2 separate regions of the Gossypium hirsutum genome follow, and region 2 is linked to region 1. Evidence: chromatin contacts called from public Hi-C data. All regions are on one chromosome and are shown on one strand. Each heading gives the region's core, a stretch centred on a gene start, on an enhancer-like site or on the middle of the called end of the contact. The rest is flanking DNA. Distances are from core to core; before and after follow the strand shown.

What was found. A called contact is a pair of places that touch in the nucleus more often than the background predicts.
Region 2: a Hi-C map of leaf shows a contact between it and region 1, with 2.2 times the contacts expected there. The contact joins the promoter of LOC107901615 here to the enhancer-like site in region 1. A contact is called at or near these places in 5 of 34 Hi-C or Micro-C datasets (callus, hypocotyl and leaf).

What each region holds. Positions count from the first base shown.
Region 1 is chrD06:23,495,464-23,498,911 of Gossypium_hirsutum_v2.1, reverse strand. No RefSeq gene overlaps it. Among protein-coding and RNA genes, the nearest start is that of LOC107900352, 13 kb to the right of the region's middle. Within about 2 kb of position 1,856, at least 3 of the 9 cell types and tissues checked have an H3K27ac peak or open chromatin away from gene starts, as enhancers often do. A contact at or near this core is called in leaf, where this site is marked.
Region 2 is chrD06:23,584,109-23,587,494 of Gossypium_hirsutum_v2.1, reverse strand. It overlaps LOC107901615 (PX domain-containing protein EREL1), which reads left to right and starts at 1,742. Exons shown (of 10, transcript XM_041095392.1): 1 at 1,742-2,003; 2 at 2,963-3,073. The coding sequence starts at 1,911.

The DNA.
Region 1 (3,448 bases), core at 607-3,106:
GAAAATAAAAACTTGTTGGAAATTTTATACTTTTAGAAATTATTTAATTCGCCACATCCCGAATACTGAAAAGAACTCTTTTAAAAATAAAAGGAAATATATTCTAAAATTATTTTAGTTTGTGGCACCTTGAGGATTTAAAAGACCAGTTTTAATAAACTAAAAGAAATGTATTTATTTGTTTAAAAATTAACTAATCTGAGACATTCTAAAGATTCCAAAAACATCTTTTAAAAAATAAATGAAATTTATATATTTTAAAATTGCTTAATGATTTTCATGAGGATTAATCTCAAATAAGTAACCACTCGAACAATGAGAACAACACAACTCAATGCACACATACAAGATGCTACGAGAGACACATAGTCTACATAATTACACACACTTAGGATAGGAGAAATGATTTCAAGTCACATATAAAACACGACTATACACATCTAACATATAATTACAAATACATATCAAATACATATGATATGCACCTTCAAACCACACATAATTTAATTACATAATTGCACAGATATATGTAGAAACACATGGATATATCTATACACAGAGATATATGTAAAAACCGAGGTGCCATGAGAGGAACATATGTACATGTAAATACCACGATAAATGGGGTATCAAAGATCCAAAAGTTTTGGGTTGAAAACTTGGAGTGACGAGAGAACTAAACTTCAAAATTTTCGATAGCAAGTCCTACTTCATAATCATGGGTACTGCTTTTATCCTCTTTTTCAGATTTTGCTTGTAGGTGGTGAACTGAGAGGGTTGAGGGATGATGAAAGTTCAAGTAGTGGGTGTTGGAACTTATGGTGAGATTAGAAGTGTAAGAAAGTGAAAGTGATCAAAGTTGTAATGCATGAAGGGCTTTTACCAAAACCCCATCTCTTTCTCTTTTGCTTTCCTCTACTTTAGCTTCTAATGGTCATGCTCCACTTCTCCCAATTCTCTCCTTCCTTGTAGATCTTTCTCAAAGTCTCTTTTCCCCCTAAACTTTTCTTATCTCTTTCGATAATATCTATTTCTTCTCTCTCTTTTAAAATATAATAACTTTTTTTAAGCTAAAAATATAATAATTAAAAATAATATTAGTATAATAATAGTAACTTCAAAATAATAATCCCTTCGAGATCATCTCGGACAAAATATGATTGTTGGCATAACTATTGAGGTTAAATTTTGTTTTTTTCACAGTAATATTAAATGAGTACAGCATTTTCGTATTTTCCCTTAAAATTATGGTTCGACAAATCAAGCTGAAAAGATAAAAAAGAAAATTATGCTTACAGCTTTTGGAAATTAGATTTTAGATGAAACGATTTTATTATTCTCACTTTTTTATTTTAAAATTACATATAAAGTGTACACTTTGATACATGAATTTTAATTTAGTATAATTATACACATAAAACTTTATTTGTGGTTCAAATGTATATATGAAATATTAATTTTGATTTAAGCATACATATTTTAAAAATATAATTATTTGTGTATACAATATATAAATATAAAAAAATGTTATACCAACAATTGTATTAATAGTTTATGAATTTTAAATCAAATTAAAATTTTATATATAAAGTTGCATATTAAATTAAAATTAATATATAATTTTAAAATTTATCCTAATATACTAAATAATTGAAAGTTTTCCAAATTATTGTTTTTTCATACGTTTTAAACATATTATTATCGAGCCAAGCTTTTTCTGACAGTAGCGTTAAACTCGCCTTAAATTAATGTTAGAGTTATTAAACAGAATTACATAAAAAGCCAGGCCCAATGAATTGGACTTTAAAACGGGAAAGGTGATAGTGCCTAGATAATGCGATGGAAATTAACTTATAGGAGTTAGGGTCCATAGGATGAGCCCACTCTAGATTTATCCATTGGGTAGGTCCGCTTGAATTCTTTTTAAAATTTTTAGTTTAGTTCAAATCAGGTTAAAATATAAAGTAAGATCGTAAAATATAGGTGTTTTTGGGTCTGATTCGGGTAGAGCTCAGCCAAAATTTTAGGCTCGTTTACTAAGCCCAAGTTTGAAAATTGAATCTAAAATTTTGTCCATATCCGACTTAGTTAAAAATGTTAAAATTTGAATTCGGCCTGGCTGCCCGTATTAAATTTTTATATAAATTTTTTAAAATATATATAATACATCAAAAATATTAAAAATATTAAAATAAATATTTCCAAAATATTAAAAAAAATTAAAAATATGTATACTTAAATAACATTAAGATAGGTGCAACTTAACAAGCAAACGTCTCTAAAATAGTATCAAAATTAACAATAAAATAATAGTTATACAATATCCAAATAATAATAATATGATAGTAAAATGATAGCAATATAATGATAAAACAATAAGAAAATAGCAACAAAACAGTAAAAAAATTAAAAAAAAAACAATTTTTTTTTAATTTTTACAAATTCAAACTAGACTCAGGCCAAAATTATTTTTCTCGAGATCTAACCCATTTCCTAAACAACTTAACTGTAGAGTTCTAAAATGCAAACCTGCATATGATAATTGTGTGTTAAGAACCCAAAAGCTCTTGCCAACCGTGCGAATCGCGAATTTTAAAGCAAACAAAAGCTTTGTTTTTTTGACATTGTGAAGTCACCCTTGGATTCCTAATCCCAAAACCATAGTTTGCAGATTCCATTGCGTACTTACCTTATCTTTTCATTAACAACTTGCAAAGTACCAGCAGACAATACAGATAGACAGACAACGAGGAAAGAACCAAAAATCTCCCTAGACCAAGATTCTACTTTTTATAGGATTTTTATTTTAAATTAAGGGCATTTTAAAAAGGTCAATTTCTTCTATTAGTCCCTACACTCTATGTAACTCGTGTATTTAGTCTTTATACTTTTATTTGGTAAATTTTAGCGATTGTACTTTTTTAATTTGATCAGTTTTGGTCATTATACTTTAGAGTAGTTGTTAAATCCACTTGGTTAATTTCTATAATTAGTTTCATACTATGCGTAAAATTATAAATTTAGTTAATATTCTCCAACTGGATCATTCTTAGTCCCTATAATTTTTAAACTTCAAATTTTCAACCTTGATGCAAGCAATAGCCATTAAATCCATTAAATGGCTTTTATATGAGTAATATGTAAAAATAACAAGCTAATATGACACTACACATGTGATAATATGCTTGTCACATCAAGTTTTGGAAATAGTAGATTAATTTGATGAATTTAGCAACCACAATTTAATCATGACTAAAATTTTAAAACTATAGGGACTAAAAATGAAATTAAAGTTTAATGATTTAATTAACATGTTACACGTAGTACATGGATGAAAAGTAAATTTTAACCCATTTCTAAAATACATGGCAAATATGATCACATATAGTGTATATATTACAAGTTTTTAGTTGCAACCACAATTCAATGGCAAGATTGAGGTCTTGAG
Region 2 (3,386 bases), core at 493-2,992, 89 kb before region 1:
GGCCATAACTTTTGGCTCGGTTGTCCGATTGAGACAAATTTTTTTTTATTTCGAATAAATTTTCGAGATCTACGTGCTGGAAAACTTCTTAGAGATGAATAGGGACTAATTTGTAAAGTATAATTTGTTAGTTACGAGTATAGGGACTAAAGTGTAATTATTTCAAAATTAGCACGAAATTTTTGTATTTAAGAATATTTGAATGTTATGGAAGGATGAAATTGAATTTGAATTGAAAAATGAAGCTTAGATTTGAAAATATGACTATTTAGGCTTTAGGGACTAAATTGAATAAAATGGAAAATTTTAGGGAACTTCTCAAAAGTGGAATGAGCTGACTTATACCTATAACAGGATGATATAAGACAATTCTGTAAAAAAATATCCGGTGTTTACTTCAAATAAATGAGAAAAATAACGATTTGAATGTTTCAAAATTCAATTTTAAACCGAAAAAATCAAAATTGAGGGGCAAAAGAGGATCTTTTTCGACGAAAACGTCGGCAAACCGCCTTCGATGGTTTATCAGCGCGTAGATCTCGAAAATTTATTCGAAATCAAAAAAATTCGTCTCAATCAGACAACCGAGCCAAAAGTTATGGCCTTTCAAAGTTTTCCAAGCTAAAAACACATTGTTCATGCCACGTCAGCAAATCGCGTCCTAGAGGAAGCGATTTCCTTCCACGTCAGCAAATCGCGCTGACGTGGACGCGATTTCCTGCACGTACCCTGACATCGCGCTGACGTGGACGTGATTTCGCGAAAAATGACCCATTCCGATAAATAATTAGAAAAGTGGCCTATTTCGGTAAATTTAAAAAAAAGGGCTTTTTTTAGTAATAAACCCGATAGAATTACCGTTAAAATGAAAACACGCCCTATAAATCTGGTTTGCAGGAGAAAGAATAAAAACAGCCTAAATCGTCAGCATAGTTTCTCAATTTATTTTCAGATTTTTTTTGTTAAATAAGCCACCAGCTTTGTGTACGAAAATTATAAATAAATTTAATTGAGCAAAATATAAACTTCAAACTCTGAATTCGAGGTTGGCTCTACTCCATTATACCCGTACAAGCAGATAAGGCAATCATCCCGGAGCAGGCTCCAACCCCCAAGCCCACTTCTCCCATCTTAAAATGCACGCATCTTTTTGTCAAATTCCGAAATTATCAATAATAATTAGCAGAATTTAATTTATAATCAGTCTATATATTTTAAATTTTTGAAATTTAATTTATTTTTATTCACAAAATTTTAAATACATGTCTAATTTGAAAATTCAAAGTAGAGAAATTAAAGTTAAAATATACGCTTTTTTCACTTTTTTGTATATTTGAAATTTAATTCTTTTATTTTTATTTTAAGTAATTTAATTTTTCTATTTTTTGATTTAATAATGTAAATTTAATTATTAAAATTATTCTGTTAAATACATATTTATTATAACGTTATTTCTTTTTGTTACTTGACTCTCAAGAATGTATTTTTATTTCAAAATATCATATCAATGAATTTAACTAAAAAGTTTCAGTAAGGTAAACAATTTAAACATAAATTTTGAAATCTGAAAAGGTTGAAAGATTAAATTCTTAGAAATATAAAGAGTTCAAAGACTTGAAACATATTTTAATCAGGTACTAAATTCCTAAAAGGATTATATTTTAAAAGTTTAAAGAGTACAGGGACTGGGGAATAATTAAATCTAATCAATAATAGTAAAAGAGAAAAAGGCCAAATAATTGAAATTCCTACGTCTAAACACCTGCGTGACGCTTTGGTACAGTTGTCTACTTTTTCCCCCCGATCCGATCAATAAACCCTAAAAGCTCTTTGCAATCGATTTTAATGTTCAATTTCGATTCTTAGACAGAGATCGGCGTAGTTTCGTAGTAAATAAAAAGGAGAAATAGATGATGCAGAGACGGAGTCCACCGAAGCACAGGCACGATGGGACTTCGCCACTGCCTCTCGGGATGGATTGGAGTCCGCCCCCTCGTAAATGGGTCAGCTTCCTTACAAATTTACCATTTCATTTTAAATTAGTTTGGAATTCGAATCGGCACTTAGATTCTGTTGTTGAAGAGTTTTTAGTTCATGAAATTCTAGAATTTTGAACAATAATTTAGTGTTTAGAGTGAGTTTTATGGTCGATCAAGACTAAAAGAAAAAAAGACTGGATATTTTTCAATTATGAGATTGGACTTGATTGCTAGATTGTTTCAGTAACTTACGTAATCTTAATCTCAATTGAAAAAAAAAAAAGAGTGCATTCCCTCGTAAATTGGTCAGCTTTCCGACAATTTACTCTCTTTTCGTTGATTTTATTTGAAGTTACCTTGGAATTCGAATTGGCACTCAGATTTTGCGATTGAAGAGTTTAGTTCATAGAAATTATAGAATTTTGATCCATAATTAATGCTTATAGGGAGTTTTACGGTGGATCAAGACCCAAAAAACAGACTATAGATTTTGCAATGATGAGATTGGACTTGATTGCTAGATTGTTTCATTAACTGATGTAGCTATCTTAATCTCAATTGAAAAAGACTTTTAAATAAAATACCTCTTAACCAGTTTTTAAATGCATTAATATAGTAAATTTAGAATTTTATGTTTGCTTCGCTTGTCAGTATAAGTCCTCATAAGCTGGTTTTGAGCATTTACAAAGTTCCTATGGTTCTTAAGCATTTGCTGCTGAAATTTTAGTTGTAGTATTTTTCATAAGGACAGTGATAGGAGAATTCTATCAAGAATCTAGACATCTAAAAGTAAGGGATGAGCTATACTTTAATCTTGACATAGATTGGTATTCTGAATACTATCTTTCTTTTAACTTAGGAAGGAATGGATTTTGATGTTCTTCATTCATGTTGCTATTTTATTAGTAGAACCTTTTTGGCTGTCTGGAAACTTATAATTGAATTTTGGTTTTAGCGCTTATTCAATTTACATATACATGCAGAATGGGAGAGAAACTGTTTGGCCACATGATCCTCGAACTGGATGGAGTTACTGTGTTACAATACCTTCGTGGGTTGTCCTTCCAAAATCAAGAGATTCAGATCCTGTAGTGGTAATCACTAATATATATGTCTATGGTAGATTGTATCTCACTGTCTTGTTGTGACTTAGTGATATTTCAAGTTATCTTTAACAACACAAATTTTGTTCTCATCTTTAACTTTATAACACTTAGGCTATGATTGTAGATTAGGGTTCAGAAAAAACTTTCCACATCTAAATGGGTCCATGTGATGTAAATCTAATACTCTTTGGTCTTCCTTTCAATTTTTTAACAGACACATTGTGATTCTGTGATAATCATCAATCATGTAAATGTTTTAACATTTTAGTCACTATATATATGCCTTGGTTCTCAAATAACA